3 separate regions of the Mus musculus genome follow, and regions 2 and 3 are each linked to region 1. The links are chromatin contacts, called in public promoter capture Hi-C maps. All regions are on one chromosome and are shown on one strand. Each heading gives the region's core, a stretch centred on a gene start, on an enhancer-like site or on the middle of the called end of the contact. The rest is flanking DNA. Distances are from core to core; before and after follow the strand shown. Region 1 holds the start of Prpsap1 (phosphoribosyl pyrophosphate synthetase-associated protein 1). Region 2 holds the start of Rab37 (RAB37, member RAS oncogene family). Region 3 holds the start of Atp5h (ATP synthase, H+ transporting, mitochondrial F0 complex, subunit D).

Region 1 (4,407 bases), core at 504-3,003:
GGAATTGAACTCAGGACCTCTGGAAGAGCAGTCAGTAATCTTAACTGCTGAGCCATCTCTCCAGCCCAAAACCACTAATTTTTAAAGTGGAGCTTTCTCAAGGCAAGGTCACGTGTGATAAGTGTGACCCAATACAAACAAGCTCAACTTTCATGTTTAAAGGGATCCTTGGCCTGGACAAGACAAATAATCAGGGGCTGGAGAGATGACTCAGCAGTTAAGAGCACTGGCTACTCTTCTAGGGGTCCAGAGTTCAATTCCCAGCACCCACACGGTGGCTCACGACCATCTGTAATGAGATCTGGCGCCCCCTTCTGGCCTTCAGGCACACATGCAGACAGAACATTGTATACACGATAAATAAATCATGAAAAGAAACAGAAACCGGAGAGACTGACTGTCTCCCTGTACATATCTCCTAAACCCACTTCAAAGTCCAACTGATAATAAAACAGGTGGAGCTAAGAACTTTTGAAATATGAAAATGACTTTAAATGTTCAAAGTCAAGTCATTTACGCCAGGGAGTCCAAGTGCGCACCTGAACTGCCAGCATCGGAAAGGCCAAGGCCAGAAATATCACACCATTTAGAGTGTGACCAGGGTCATAAGACCTTATCTCAGAAACCAAAGCCCATGATGGGTGTGGTGTTCCCGCGGCAGAAGCAGGCAGATCTCCCGGCTTGAACTCTTGAGAGTGCAAGCCTCATCCATTCACTAAGTTCCAGGCCAGCAGGAGCTACGATAAAGCTCTGTCCCATAAAGGAGAAGAGAAACGATACATATTACTAAAAAGCTTATTTCACAAAGGGCCCTTAAGGCTCTTTATACCAGGGCTCTAGTTTTCTCCAAAATTGAAAAGGGGCCTTTAAGTAGACCGGTTATTATCAGCAGGGCACCGGGAGGCTCTGCTCTGCAGGATTCTTCTCCATGATTTCCGCAAAGTTCAGGCTCACGCTCCCATCCCTTCCCCATAGAAGCACCCACAGTTTGTAAGTAAGGTTTAAAAAAAAAAAAAAAAATCACGTCCTTCATCCATCCAGCATCGGTAACAACAAACAAGCCTGGAAAGACATCTCAGGGCCCCCACGGTCCCCTGAGGTCAGTGGTTAACACACGCACACACCCCTAAGCAAACACTTTTTTGTACAACTGATCCTACACACTTGTAATCGCGGCTCTCCCCCCGCCCAGCCCGAAGTACTTCTGAGTTCCCTTCTCCCTGACTGTCCTAACCCTTCGGTCTAGGATGGACCCACATCGCCTGTCGCTTTAGGGACGCCTGGAAATGGCGATGGTCAGATTCAGGGCAAGCGCAGGAAACCTCTCTAGGGTTAAGAGTGCGCCGCGGCCCTGGGACGGGGTTGGGGAGTCGGCCCAAACCTGCTGCTCCCGGGTGCAAAGGTGGAGGTGACGGGGAGAGGGGCTAGGGCCACCCCGGGGACCACCTCGCTTACTCAGTGATGCGCTTGGCCAGTTCCGTGCAGGCGGCCGTGGAGTTGGCCGAGAAGACTCGGTAGCCGGTGCGGGCTGCGTTCATGGCCGGCGAGGCGGCGGGCCGAGCCCGCGGGACACGCAGAGCAGAGCACGCGGACAGCGGGGGCAGCAGCAGCAGCTTCCTGGGCATCCTCCGGCCCGAGGCGCGGCTACAGCGGTCCGCGCGGGGCCGCAGAGGGACGAGGCGCGACACAGATGCGTCCGGATCTCCAAGCCGCACCGAAGGCGCAGCCGAGCGCCGCAGCCTCCTTCGGACCCCGCGGCAGGCCGCGCCCCTCCGCGACACCGAGTCGAGCAGCTAGAGCGTCCGCCCCCGCCGCCATCTCGGAAAAGGGCAGGGAGGTGGGCATGGCATGGAGAGCCTGTTCTGACACAGGCGCCGCTGACTCGCGTGTTCGCCTGAGTTTGAGTCTCCGGGGACAGGTATTTTAATGTCCACTATTCTGGGAGGTGCAGCCATGTTTAGTGGTACTTATAAATGTTTTCAAATTTACTGCCAGGAACTAAGATGTCCGCCCAGGGACCGGAGACAATCTAGCCTCACGCCTCTATGATGAACGAGCCTCCGGCGCTCCCCTCCACGCTTGCGCAGGCTGGGATTTATTTGAAAAGGGACAGCCGGCCCTTTCCCTTTTGCGGGCACTTAAACTAACTGCTCCAGAATCTGGACGTGGAGGCCTTCCCTAGACGTTATATCTGTGTCTGCACGTGAGGCAAGGTTGCACTCCTGCCCGTTGTTGTTCTCAGTTCTCCCACCCGTCCCCCTCAACCCCAGCCAGCCGCTCTGCCCGCATGAGTTCGCCTTGTGCAAATACAGAAGGCGCGTGTGTTCATTTACTTTTGTGTAAATAGATGAAGTCGTTCCAAAGAGACATTTGAGCCTCTCGATCTATCAGACTGTTTGAAAAACGGACCCCCAAAGAAGTAAAGATCTTCCCCCACCCACCTCAGGAATGTCATGCTGGGAGAAAAAAAAACGTGACTCCCAAAAACAGCTTTCACAGAGCTCCAGAGACTTCTCAGACCACCTTACAGGCTGAGGTTGAAGCCCATGCAAGGGCGTCTCAATGATGGTCGGGACCTTGCCCTGGAAGGGACGGCTTAGGTGGCAAATCCTCGGCCTTCTGCTTACATTTTTATCTCACTTCTGGACGGAGGACAGACTTGTGGACTTCTCTGGATTCCTCTGTTCCTCTTACCGATGTTGCTAGGTTTAATAAATCTCCCTTTTCTGCTTTCTGTTTTCAGTTCGACTTTTAATTTTAATTTTAATTTAATTTAATTTAATTTAATTTAATTTGGCTTTTCGAGTCAGGGTTTCTCTGTGTAGCCCTGGCTGTCCTGGAACTCGCTGTGTAGACCAGGCTGGACTCGAACTCAGAAATCTGCCTGAACATTGAGTCTTTCTGTGTCTGTGCACCGTGCATACACAGTGCCTGCAAAGGCCAGAAGAGGGTGTCAGATTCTCTGGAACTGTAGTTTGGAGTCAGTTGTGGGCTGCTGGGTCTTCAGGAACAGCAGCCAGTGCTCTTAACTGCTGAGCCATCCCTCCCGTGCCCAAGTTGCAATTTTAATTAACATATTGAAGAAGGTGGCCAGACCTGACTTGGACTCAGATTGTGAGCCCCAAGGTTGATTACACTAGACCTAATCAGGAAGGGCCGATAAGCTCTCTGGCCTCACCTCATAACCTGTTTCGCTAGGCCTTTTCCCTTCCTGCTCTTTAAGTAGCACATGGCAGGTACCCTCTTCAGTCTTCCTATTCTCTCAGTGTTATTCAAGGGCCAGACACCAGGGACCACCATAAAAGGGTGAAGCTTCAGTGTCTTGCACGGAATCACCAATTGCTGATACATATCTTATGCAAGGAAGGGACTTACAAAACACATTCATGACCTTGGCAACCTGAATCTGGACCATGACCCTCGTCACCCAGTCCTGGGGCACCTGCTCAATAAACTATCCCTGTCTGACTGAGATTGGTGTTTGTGTGGCTTGTGAGGCGATTTCTGGCCCCCAACACATATGATCTTATACTATGACACATACCTGAGGAAATATGAAAGGGGAAATGATGTATTTAAGTTCCTGGTTTTGCCAGTTTTAATCCAAAATCGACTGGGTCCATTGCTTCCGGTCACAGCCAAAATGGAATATCTTAATATCAGAAGTATATGGTAAGAGCTTGAAGTGGAAACTTCAATTTTCTTTGGAAAGTCAGCTGGAGATTGAAATCGCTGCAGAGAACCATTTCTAAACAGGTCCACTTCCCCCGTATCCTAGTAACCTTCCTTTTCCACTGCCTCAGGTGGGTGGTGGGCTAGAGGGGACGCTGAAGCATTTAAGAACCATCATGAAAAGTAGGTTTTGAAAAAAATCAAAGCAACAAGGGCTCCTTCCAATCTGTTCGCCCGTTCACAAGTGTCTGACTAGGGCTACCAAGGGCTCCTTAGTGAGAGCCGTCCACAGTCATCTCCCCTTGTCTCAGACCTCCAGCACTTATTGATGGGAGGAGCATCTCATACTGATGGGAGTATCCCAAACTGATGGCAGCATACCATACTGATGGGAGGAGCATCCCATATGGATGGGAGCATCCCATACTGATGGCAGCATGCCATACTGATGGGAGGAGCATCTCATACTGATGGGAGCATCCCATACTGATGGGAGTATCCCATACTGATGGGAGCATCCCATGGGGATTCAGATGCTAACTGTGACACTTAAGCAGGTGTGAACTTTGCAATCCCTGCACACATCAGCCAGCCTGAGCTCCTCCACCCCACTCCCTAATAAATCTGTGGCTCTCCATTGCTTTTGGAATAAAAACTAACTTTCCTATAGAAAAAGCAAACCATTTGCCTTTATTCTTAGGCCAAAATCTATATAGATTTTTCAAGGGGTGTAAG
Region 2 (4,407 bases), core at 506-3,005, 1.3 Mb before region 1:
GGTCAGTAGTATCCCAGTCGAATTCTCCCTACCGCTTCCCAGCTTCTCTTAGCTCCGGGCATCGTCCCTGTTCCTTGGAGTCATCAAATATTCCTGTCTCTACCTCTGGCTTCACGAGGCTGTCTTCTAGCCATTTGCTTTAAACCTTTCCCCATCACACAGTCACACTGGGTTAGGGGCTTGTCTCAGTTAATTTTCCCGTTGCTGTGATAAAATACCCGGACACAAACAGCGTGTGAAGAAGGGAAGTTTGGTTAGATTCCATCGAGACGGGGGAAGCCCCAGCAGCAGGAGCCTGAGGCAGCTAACCTCAAACAAGCAACAGAGAACAAGAGGTGTGATCTCTTCCTTTTCATGCTGCCCTCCTCTGGAGTGGGTCTTCCCACCTCGGTCAACCTAATTAAGATATTCCCTCACAGCATGACTCTAGGGCCTGCCAAGTTAATGATCAGTATTAACCATCACGGAACCCCTATTCCAGTATGGCCCAGTTCTAACCTACATCTCTAATGTTCCTGTTGCCAAGGAAGGCCACACACATTTTGGGTACCAGTGCCTAGGACTTCAGCATATCTCTTGGGGGACACGATGTACCCCCACAACATTAGTTTTCAGTGGACGGTGAGCAAGGGGCAAGCCACTACCCCTCTCCAATTCCCACCTCGACAAAGTCACCTCCATCCAGGCTCCGGGATCTCCTCTCAGCTGTCATGAAATAGTTCCTGCTGATGTACACAGCCATTTCCCAAGTCATAGTCACCCCAAAGCCAGCCCTCACTGCCCTCACCTAAAAAGTTGAGGGGCCCAACCCCCTTCCTACACCCCGCATCCAGTCCCCGCATCCTGTTCCTTTCTATACAGCGTTGAGATGTTGAAAAGTTGGCCCACAAGCTACTGAACCCTGGTATGTGCAACCCCAGATTCTCCATATCCCCCGTCATCCGGAGCTGCAGGGTTCCTGGGCTGTACTAGAAACAGCTCAAAACGACCCACGACTTCATGAATTCCTGTGGCACCCACTCGGTGGCTAGGCCTAGGCCTTCCCTGAATAATGTTGGCCCTATCTTGTCCCCTTGGAAAGATGGGCTTCAAGAGCTCACCTTCCCGTGGTGGGAGGACATCAGGGGCTTAGACTAACAAATGAGGGAGAAACATGGCAAAGAGCTCCAAGTGTTAGCACCACCCAGGAGCTCCCCAGATGGTCAGTGCGCTCCAAGGTGAGTGTCGGTGAAAAAGTAGGCTCAGATGAGCTGAGGTCTATCAGAACCGCTTGGGTGCTAGTCTCAGAATGCAACTTCCTGTCCAACATTGTTCAGGGACGTCCCCAGCTTCTTGCCTGCAGGTAAGTACCGGACTGTCAACTGGCTGGAGCTCGGGCGCGCCCTGCTGGCCACTGCATTGCCGCAGTAGGAAACCAAGCCCCACACCTTCCGCAGCTAGCTGGGTCTCCCGGGTCCGCAGCCTCGATGGCAATCTAACTTCACCACTGCGACCTTAATGGGCTGGTCCTGTAGCAGGACTCATTCCGTGCTGTAAGAGCACTAAACTAGGCTAATGTCTCTCAGGGGGACTGCCACTCCCTAGGGTGTGCATTCTGCGAGTCTCAGACGTCCTGGCTGGCGTCGTCGAGGGGATGGCGGGACGGAGGGAGGAGTCTATCAGGGTCCGAGCCGGTTGGTGGATGGGGAGGGAGGAGTGGGCGGAGCCTAGGGCAGGGCGGTTCCTCGCTCTCCCTCGCTTGCTTCGAGCCGGGCTCACCTCTGACTGTCCGGGGACATGACTGGCACACCAGGAGCTGCTACCGCTGGGGATGGCGAGGCCCCTGAGCGCTCCCCGCCCTTCAGCCCGAACTACGATCTCACCGGCAAGGTGGGTGGGCTCTGCGCTCAGTGCTGGGGACCCCCCAGGCCGGCACTTAGGGACATCCCTCCCGATGTCCTTTGCCTTAGGACCCTGTCCTTCCCTGTCTACACCCCTCTTCTGGAAGTGTCAGCTGGGTCTCTGGTCTGGGGCATAACCCCTGGGCTCATCCCAGTCTCTAGGGTTCTAGGCTGACCTCGGAGGGCATGGGGTAAGGCAGATCTGAAAGACTAAGACTCCCCCACCCTAGGAACAAAAACCCAGTTCCTTCTGCCACACTTTGGAATACTGGGAGACAGGGACTCTCTGAAGACACAGACAGGGCATCCCCGCCTTCAGAGGCATCTCAAGGTTAATGCCCTTTTTGAGCTAAGCCTCAAAAAGTGACACCTGTCACAGGCGTGCAGTGCTTTGGGTCCCCACTCAGCGGTACATCCCACCCTTCCCCTCCCCACTGCCTCCAGACATAGACTCACAGCTCCTTCCCAACACCCCAGGCTGCATGTAGCCAGCCTACAAGTCCACTTGGGAATTTTCAGAAGCTGAGAAAGAACATGGCAATTAGTGACCATGGCCCACTCTCCCCCTCCCCCCGCCCGGCCCCCCGACGACCTTAAAGGCAACTCTCTGGGGTGCATACATTCTGCAGGAATGCCCTGAATAAAAGGATGTCTGTCACCACCTCTCTTATTGGTGTCCTTGGCTTAAGCAAGTACATGGAACTCTAAAAAGAGATGCTGAGCCAGCCAGCCTCTTGCACTATTTTTCTACAGGGTTTAGGAGAGAGAAGTAAGAGCTATGCCAGGTAGAAGTGATGCCTGGTCTTGAAGGGTACCTGCCTCTTTCAGGGTCTTGGTTCCTCTCAAACACCAGATCTCACTCTCACTAGGAGCTTCACATCTCCACCCCCTAGGGTTTCAGGGGAAGCCAGTCAGCCAGCCTACCCACCCAGAGACGTTGAGATAGGCGTCCTGTGTGGGCTTGTGGCAGGAAATGGGGCTCTAAGTCCTCAGGGGAGGGGAGTTGCTGATGGCCAGCCCCCACCCCCAGGCTGATGGGGATCTCCTGACCTCCTAGCCCTGCAGGACAACTGAGCTGTTTACCTAGGAGGTGGCAAGGCTGAGCAGCTGTTTGTGTTTGGTGGACTTGATGGGCTGGGTGACCGGCTGCATCATTTGCTCAAGGCAGCTGTGATCTGTAAAGTACACAAATACCGGTATTCGCCTGCCTCCCTCCCTCCCTCCCCCTGTATGGCTGGGGCCCCAGAGCCATCAGAGTGCCTGCTGGGAGCACCTGCAAAATAGCTGACCCCCAGCCTGCCAGGCTTGGCCCAGTCCTGAGTCTGTAGCTGTGGGAAAAGAGCATGATGAGAAAAGATCCTTGGAGCACCTTAGGTCTGGGGTCTTGGGCACTCTTCTTAAGTGGTCCCCATCAATCTTGTCGTTAGTCATTGACAAGCTCCAGAAAGGCTGCAAAGGAACGAGCCCCACTCCCCCACCCCACCCCCACTTTCCTCCTACTATGGTGGGCAAGCCGATGAAAATTTCCCCAAAGCACACAGTAGGGTTTTTATAATTCGGGAACTCAGCCTTGCATCCCTTCCTTTCCGACCCACTCTGACATCTCTGCCCCACAATCAACTAATCAGGCCCAAGACCCCATAGCTAAGGAAGAAAAGCTTTTTAGCTTTGTGGCTCCGCTATCAAGTTCAGAGAGCCCTGAGCAATTCCAACCTTATTAGCAGTCTAACCAGACGGCTGGGAACATTCCAGTGTTGAGTCTACACCTCCGTTCTCCAAGATGACTGAGCAGAGAACTCCCTCTACCATACCTGCATGTTCTCCACAGTGACCCAAAGATGCCAGTTCACAGCCATTTGTCCCTCTTGGGAGGTTTCTGCTAAAAACTTCAGACAAGCTGGCTCCCCATCTCAGAATAAATTCCAGTCTTCCCTAATTCCTGCAAGCCTATTATGAGCGTAAGCCCTCATTAGACACTTCCAAATAATTGTCTGACCCAAAAGGAAACTCAAACAATAGTAATTTAAAGAGAGTGTCCTGCCCATCAAGTCTTCTCTTTCTTCTTTTAAAGATGGGGGGGGGGGGCTGGTTATTTAGCCTTAGCTAGTCCTTGAACTCAGAGATCTGCCTGCCTCTGCCTCTCAAATGCTGGGATGAAGGACCCGAACCACCATGTTCCCACCCACCTGTCAAGTCTTGGTAGGCTACGGGAGGAGAGGTCCTTTTCCCTGTGTGGGAGACCCACCCACCTGAGCATACACTCAGCATCAGTAGTCTCTGCACTGGCCAGCAATGGGCAAATATATATCCAAGGTATAGACCAACGGAATGTGAAGTTCTCTGGGGATCTCCAAGTACTTTGGAGGTCTCAGCTCAGCTTCAAGGACATTGACTAGTACAAGAAGCTCAGAGGGAGAACCTCAGAGGCTGAGGCAAGGAGACTGGGGGAGAGAGGCATGGTGATGACAGGGACAGGCTCACTGGAGGCAAGTGTCCCTCTGTCCTGCTGACATCCTTCTCCACCCAT
Region 3 (4,407 bases), core at 1,215-3,714, 1.1 Mb before region 1:
CTAGGTTCAATTCCCAGCACCCACATGGCATCTCACAACAGCCTGTGACTCTAACTCTGGAGCATCTGGTACCACCAAGCTTCCTCTGGAATATACGCAGGAAAAACACCCAGAGACAGGAAACTCATGTTTTTAAGAGAAGAGGTTGGAGAAGGGGGTCGGGGGGAGGAACTGTTAGTTTACAAGGAGGAGGCAGGCAAGAGACTAAAGGCCCTCCAAGTCCTTCAGCTCCTGGGAGCAAGGCTACCTGTACTGCCAAGTGACTGAACCCTGATTCTCTACAGGTGCTCACAAAATCCACCCCAGGGCCTTTGGCCAAACCCACTCCCCCCACCTGCCAGCCCCTTGCAAGATAGACCTTTACTTAATTATCTGAAGACTCACCTTCTTTTCAAAATCATCCACCAAGCCAGGCTTGGCCACATTGGCCCTGTAGTAAGCCCAGTCAATCGCAGGTGGTTTCTCAGACAGACTAGCCAACCTACTCGTATGGAAAAGGAAGTCAGCATTGTTATTCCCGGACTGGAATGAGCAAAAGACACTAGTTACACAGCAACCTCCTATCCCTGACACACTGGAGTGTCAAGCACACTTTTATCTGAAGGGCCACCACAAAAATGCTTTCATTTGCAGAACACATTGTTTCTTTCCTCTTGTCGAACTATTAGAAATGCCTAGCTAGGGCTGGCAAGATGGCTAAGTGGGTAAAGGGGCTTGTTGCTAAACCTGAGGACCTGTATTCAATACCCAAGACTCATCACATAGTTGAAGGCAGAGAGCCAACCCCACAAGTTTTCCTTTTGATATGGCACACACAGCAGCAGATTCGAACTCATATACTTACTAAATACTAAGTGGATGTGATAAATGTCAAAACATTGCTTCCAGGTTCAGCATCAAGGATGGGGGCTCCCTCTTACAGCATACTGACCTGGCGTGGAAGGTCTCATTCCAGGACTTCAGGGCATTTCCAATTGCCTTCTGGTTTTGGGGCATGACCTCCACAAAAGATACCCAATCAATGGTTTTTAGAGCAAGTTTACGCCCAGCCATCTTGGGATACTAGAAAACAAAACAGCGCCTTTGGAGAGAACCCCTGAAGGAGACCATTCCAGAGAAATACAAGTCGTTAAGAGACGGATCAGCTCAAGCATTTGATGGGTATATATATGCAACAGATGAAAGAATTCGGATTTAAACCAGGAAAGAGGGCTAGGGATGTAGCTAGTTGCTAGAATGCTTGCCTGGCATGGACAGAGTCCTGGGTTCCCTCTCCAGCACCAGAAACACTGAGGTAGAGGCAGAGAATCAAAGTTCAAGGTCACATGAGAGATGTGGGAGCTTGTCTCAATACATCAAAATAAAGCTCTACAACCCAGAATATAAACATGTTCTCTCCTACCAGGCTGCCCTTCCTCTATCCCAACTCATTTCTATTCTTTGCAGACACTTCTAAAGGAAGTCATAAGCTGCCCAAAGGCTAACTAAGCTACTGTGTTTTGGCCACTGACTCTCCACCACAACCCCGGCCATTCACTCGAACTGTCCTGCCCAGGTCATCCTGTCCACAGCACACATACTGTGCACTTTCAGAGGCATTTTTACACAAATGATACTGTGAAAAGAAAGTGACTGAAGCGGTCTTGAGACCAAAACAAGACGAGATACAGAAAATAACTATGAAGAGAGCCAACCGAAAAGTGGAAACCATCTACACAAGCTCTGAGTGGGGGATACCTTCCTATCGATCAAAGTTGTCAAATGCCGGTCTCTCTCCTTCCTTCCTTCCTTCCTTCCTTCCTTCCTTCCTTCCTTCCTTCCTCAGTACAGCTTACGTCTCTAAGAGACAGAGACAGAGACTAAGACAGTTGTCAAGTGAACTAAGGATGCCAGAGAACGAAGTGCACTGGAGAAAGCAGGAGTTACAGACTTTTTGTTATCTGATTCATCTCTAGCGCTGGTTGTTTCTCAGACAAATTGGCCAGCCTGCTCTCATACACAGGTCATAAGCATAGAGAATGACCAATAGTTAATTAGATCAATCGGTAAACCTCATGAGGAATAGGAATCCTCCATTCGAAGGGAAGGACGTAGAGTTGAAGTCTGCTAGGTGTCTTGTCCTCTCTGAAAGTTACCACCCTAACTCTGTGATGCTTTCCCGACCCCTAAACTCCACTCCTGAGATCGCCACACAGTGTGAGACAAAAGTCTGTGGCAACATCTAAATTCACGGTGATTGGCTAAGTCACTGCCAGGCCCCAGGCTCGCCCCGCGGGAAAGCGAGCAGGGCAAAGCAGTGACCTCGGGCGCTCTGCTAGCGGGGCAGCTCGAAGGCCCGATGTCCTCCGTGGAGCTGGAACAAGTGTGGAAGCGAGGTCTGGAATACAATACAAAAGAGTCCGTGGAGATTCGACCCAACACCTCAGACCCCACTCACCTTCACCGACCCCCGGCGGAGTGCTCTCTCTCCAGCAAGCAAGGAACGGAAGAGAGTTGCCGGAAGTTCTCTCCTTGGCCAATCCGAACGAGCAATAGGCGGGTCTCATGTCACACTTCAGCCAATGAGCATGGAGTCCCGTCCTGGAAGGCGGGCGCGGCGCCTGCGCCGTCGGGGTCCCTTTTCCCCCTGCCCCACGCCCGCCGATGGGCCGGCCCGGCTCTCCCCGCCGAGGAGTCGGCCGGCCCGGCGGCGCGCGGGCAGCGGCGGCCCAAGATGGCGGAGCTGCAGCTGGACCCGGCAGTGGCGGGGCTGGGAGGGGGTGGCAGCAGTGCGATGGGCGACGGCGGCGGCTCGGGCCGCGGACCCCCCAGCCCTCGCCCTGCGGGCCCGACACCCCGCGGACACGGCCGCCAGCCCGCCGCCGCCGCGCAGCCGCTGGAGCCCGGGCCCGGACCTCCGGAGCGGACGGGAGGCGGCGGGGCCGCCCGCTGGGTCCGGCTCAACGTGGGCGGTACCTACTTCGTGACCACCAGACAGACCCTAGGCCGGGAGCCCAAGTCCTTCCTCTGCCGCCTGTGCTGCCAGGAGGACCCGGAGCTGGACTCCGACAAGGTGCGCCCCGCCCTCGGGCGCGCCCCCGGGTGTTGGGACCCATTCCAGGCTGGTGCTCCGATCTCTGGGACGCGTTTCCCTCCAGCGGGTCCTGCAAACCCGGACTTGAGTCCACTCTCTTCCCCCCGAGTTAGCACTGGCCACCTCAGAATGATCTCCCGTCCCAGTTCTGCCCCATCTTCAGGCACACTCCGGTTTCCCTTCGCACCCCGCTCTTTTCTCAGCTGCTCCTGCGTGGAGTTGTCTACCTGCACCCACGGGAGCCCCCTTCGTGCTCCTGTCACATTCCCTGCCCCTCCTGGGGACCACCCCTTCTCAGATCTGCATGAGTTTTTCTTTGGCTCCCGGGCGGCCCCCTGCTGCTGGTGCCAAATGCATTCAGAACTGGGTCAGGGTGAATGACCACATCTTGGTCACTTTCGGAGGACTCAGGTCCTGTTCCATCCCTGTGTAAAGTGGTATTAAACTCGGGGTTTAATGATAGCGTCCACTACTGAAGGCTGCAGGAAGTGCTTGTGATACATCCTGTGGTGGTGATAAAATCCTGGTCCCAGACCTTTTGTGCCGTAACAGTCACCGTTTCGGTACATTTTTGAAAGTAAATGCACTCCTTGGAAAGATGGGCTGATAGGTTAGGACCCAGAGAATGTGTAGCGTCAAACACAGGGTTGAGCAGTGGCAAGACGTCATTCATTTCCAGTTTGAACTGTAACTTTTGCAGGTTGACCTTTGACTCTCAAACGCATCCATACCATAAAGCACTCCCATGGTTAGTAGACTTGCATAAACCCTTAATCAGTTTCATCTGTTCTCTGATACCAAATTGATGGGAACCTTAAGAGATTCCAGAACTCCTGTTTATAGGGAATTATTTTTATATACCCTAAATCTTCCTTATGGCCAACACAAGCCAGTTTCTTGTTTCTTTTACTGTAAAGATGAGTAGGATTAAAGTTGCTCTGAGCCAAGTCCTGGCAGTACCAAGCTTCCTCTGGGCACAGAGATAGGGTGTGTGAGATTGCAGCTGCCAGTGCAGACTCCCACTGATGTTGGCCTTGGGCTCAGGAGAACTGCCAATAGAATGGAAGTTTTCTCAGAATTAGGACTGTAGTCCAGGGGCAGTGAAGGAGTCAGAACGCTTAACACAGCTATGAGATTTCCTTCATCCCCTCCCTGTAGCTGGTACCCTACAGAAGAATGTTAACAGAATGTGGGTCTACCCAGTAAATAAAGGCCTGGGCAGTGGGAGTGACTGTGCGTCTAAGACATCTGACCTGAAATGATCTTAAAGCCAGCCTCTGGTCAATAGTTTAAAATAAGCAAACTGTAGCAAAACCGGCTCAGTAAATAAATAA

The links. Promoter capture Hi-C pulls out the DNA fragments that hold promoters and counts their contacts.
Region 2: a contact with region 1 is called in a promoter capture Hi-C map of pre-B cells, with 4 times the contacts expected there. The contact joins the promoter of Rab37 here to the promoter of Prpsap1 in region 1. A contact is called at or near these places in 2 of 39 promoter capture datasets (liver and pre-B cells) and 1 of 484 Hi-C or Micro-C datasets (regulatory T cells).
Region 3: a contact with region 1 is called in a promoter capture Hi-C map of liver, with 3 times the contacts expected there. The contact joins the promoter of Atp5h here to the promoter of Prpsap1 in region 1. A contact is called at or near these places in 3 of 39 promoter capture datasets (the C10 cell line, liver and pre-B cells).

What each region holds. Positions count from the first base shown.
Region 1 is chr11:116,488,593-116,492,999 of GRCm38.p6, forward strand. Prpsap1 (phosphoribosyl pyrophosphate synthetase-associated protein 1) reads right to left here and starts at 1,754. Exons shown (of 10, transcript NM_026364.1): 1 at 1,456-1,754. The coding sequence starts at 1,625.
Region 2 is chr11:115,152,423-115,156,829 of GRCm38.p6, forward strand. Rab37 (RAB37, member RAS oncogene family) reads left to right here and starts at 1,756. Exons shown (of 9, transcript NM_021411.4): 1 at 1,756-1,869. The coding sequence starts at 1,777.
Region 3 is chr11:115,417,455-115,421,861 of GRCm38.p6, forward strand. It overlaps Atp5h (ATP synthase, H+ transporting, mitochondrial F0 complex, subunit D), which reads right to left and starts at 2,465. Exons shown (of 6, transcript NM_027862.1): 1 at 2,438-2,465; 2 at 932-1,062; 3 at 385-481. The coding sequence starts at 1,053. It overlaps Kctd2 (potassium channel tetramerisation domain containing 2), which reads left to right and starts at 2,672. Exons shown (of 6, transcript NM_183285.3): 1 at 2,672-3,052. The coding sequence starts at 2,714.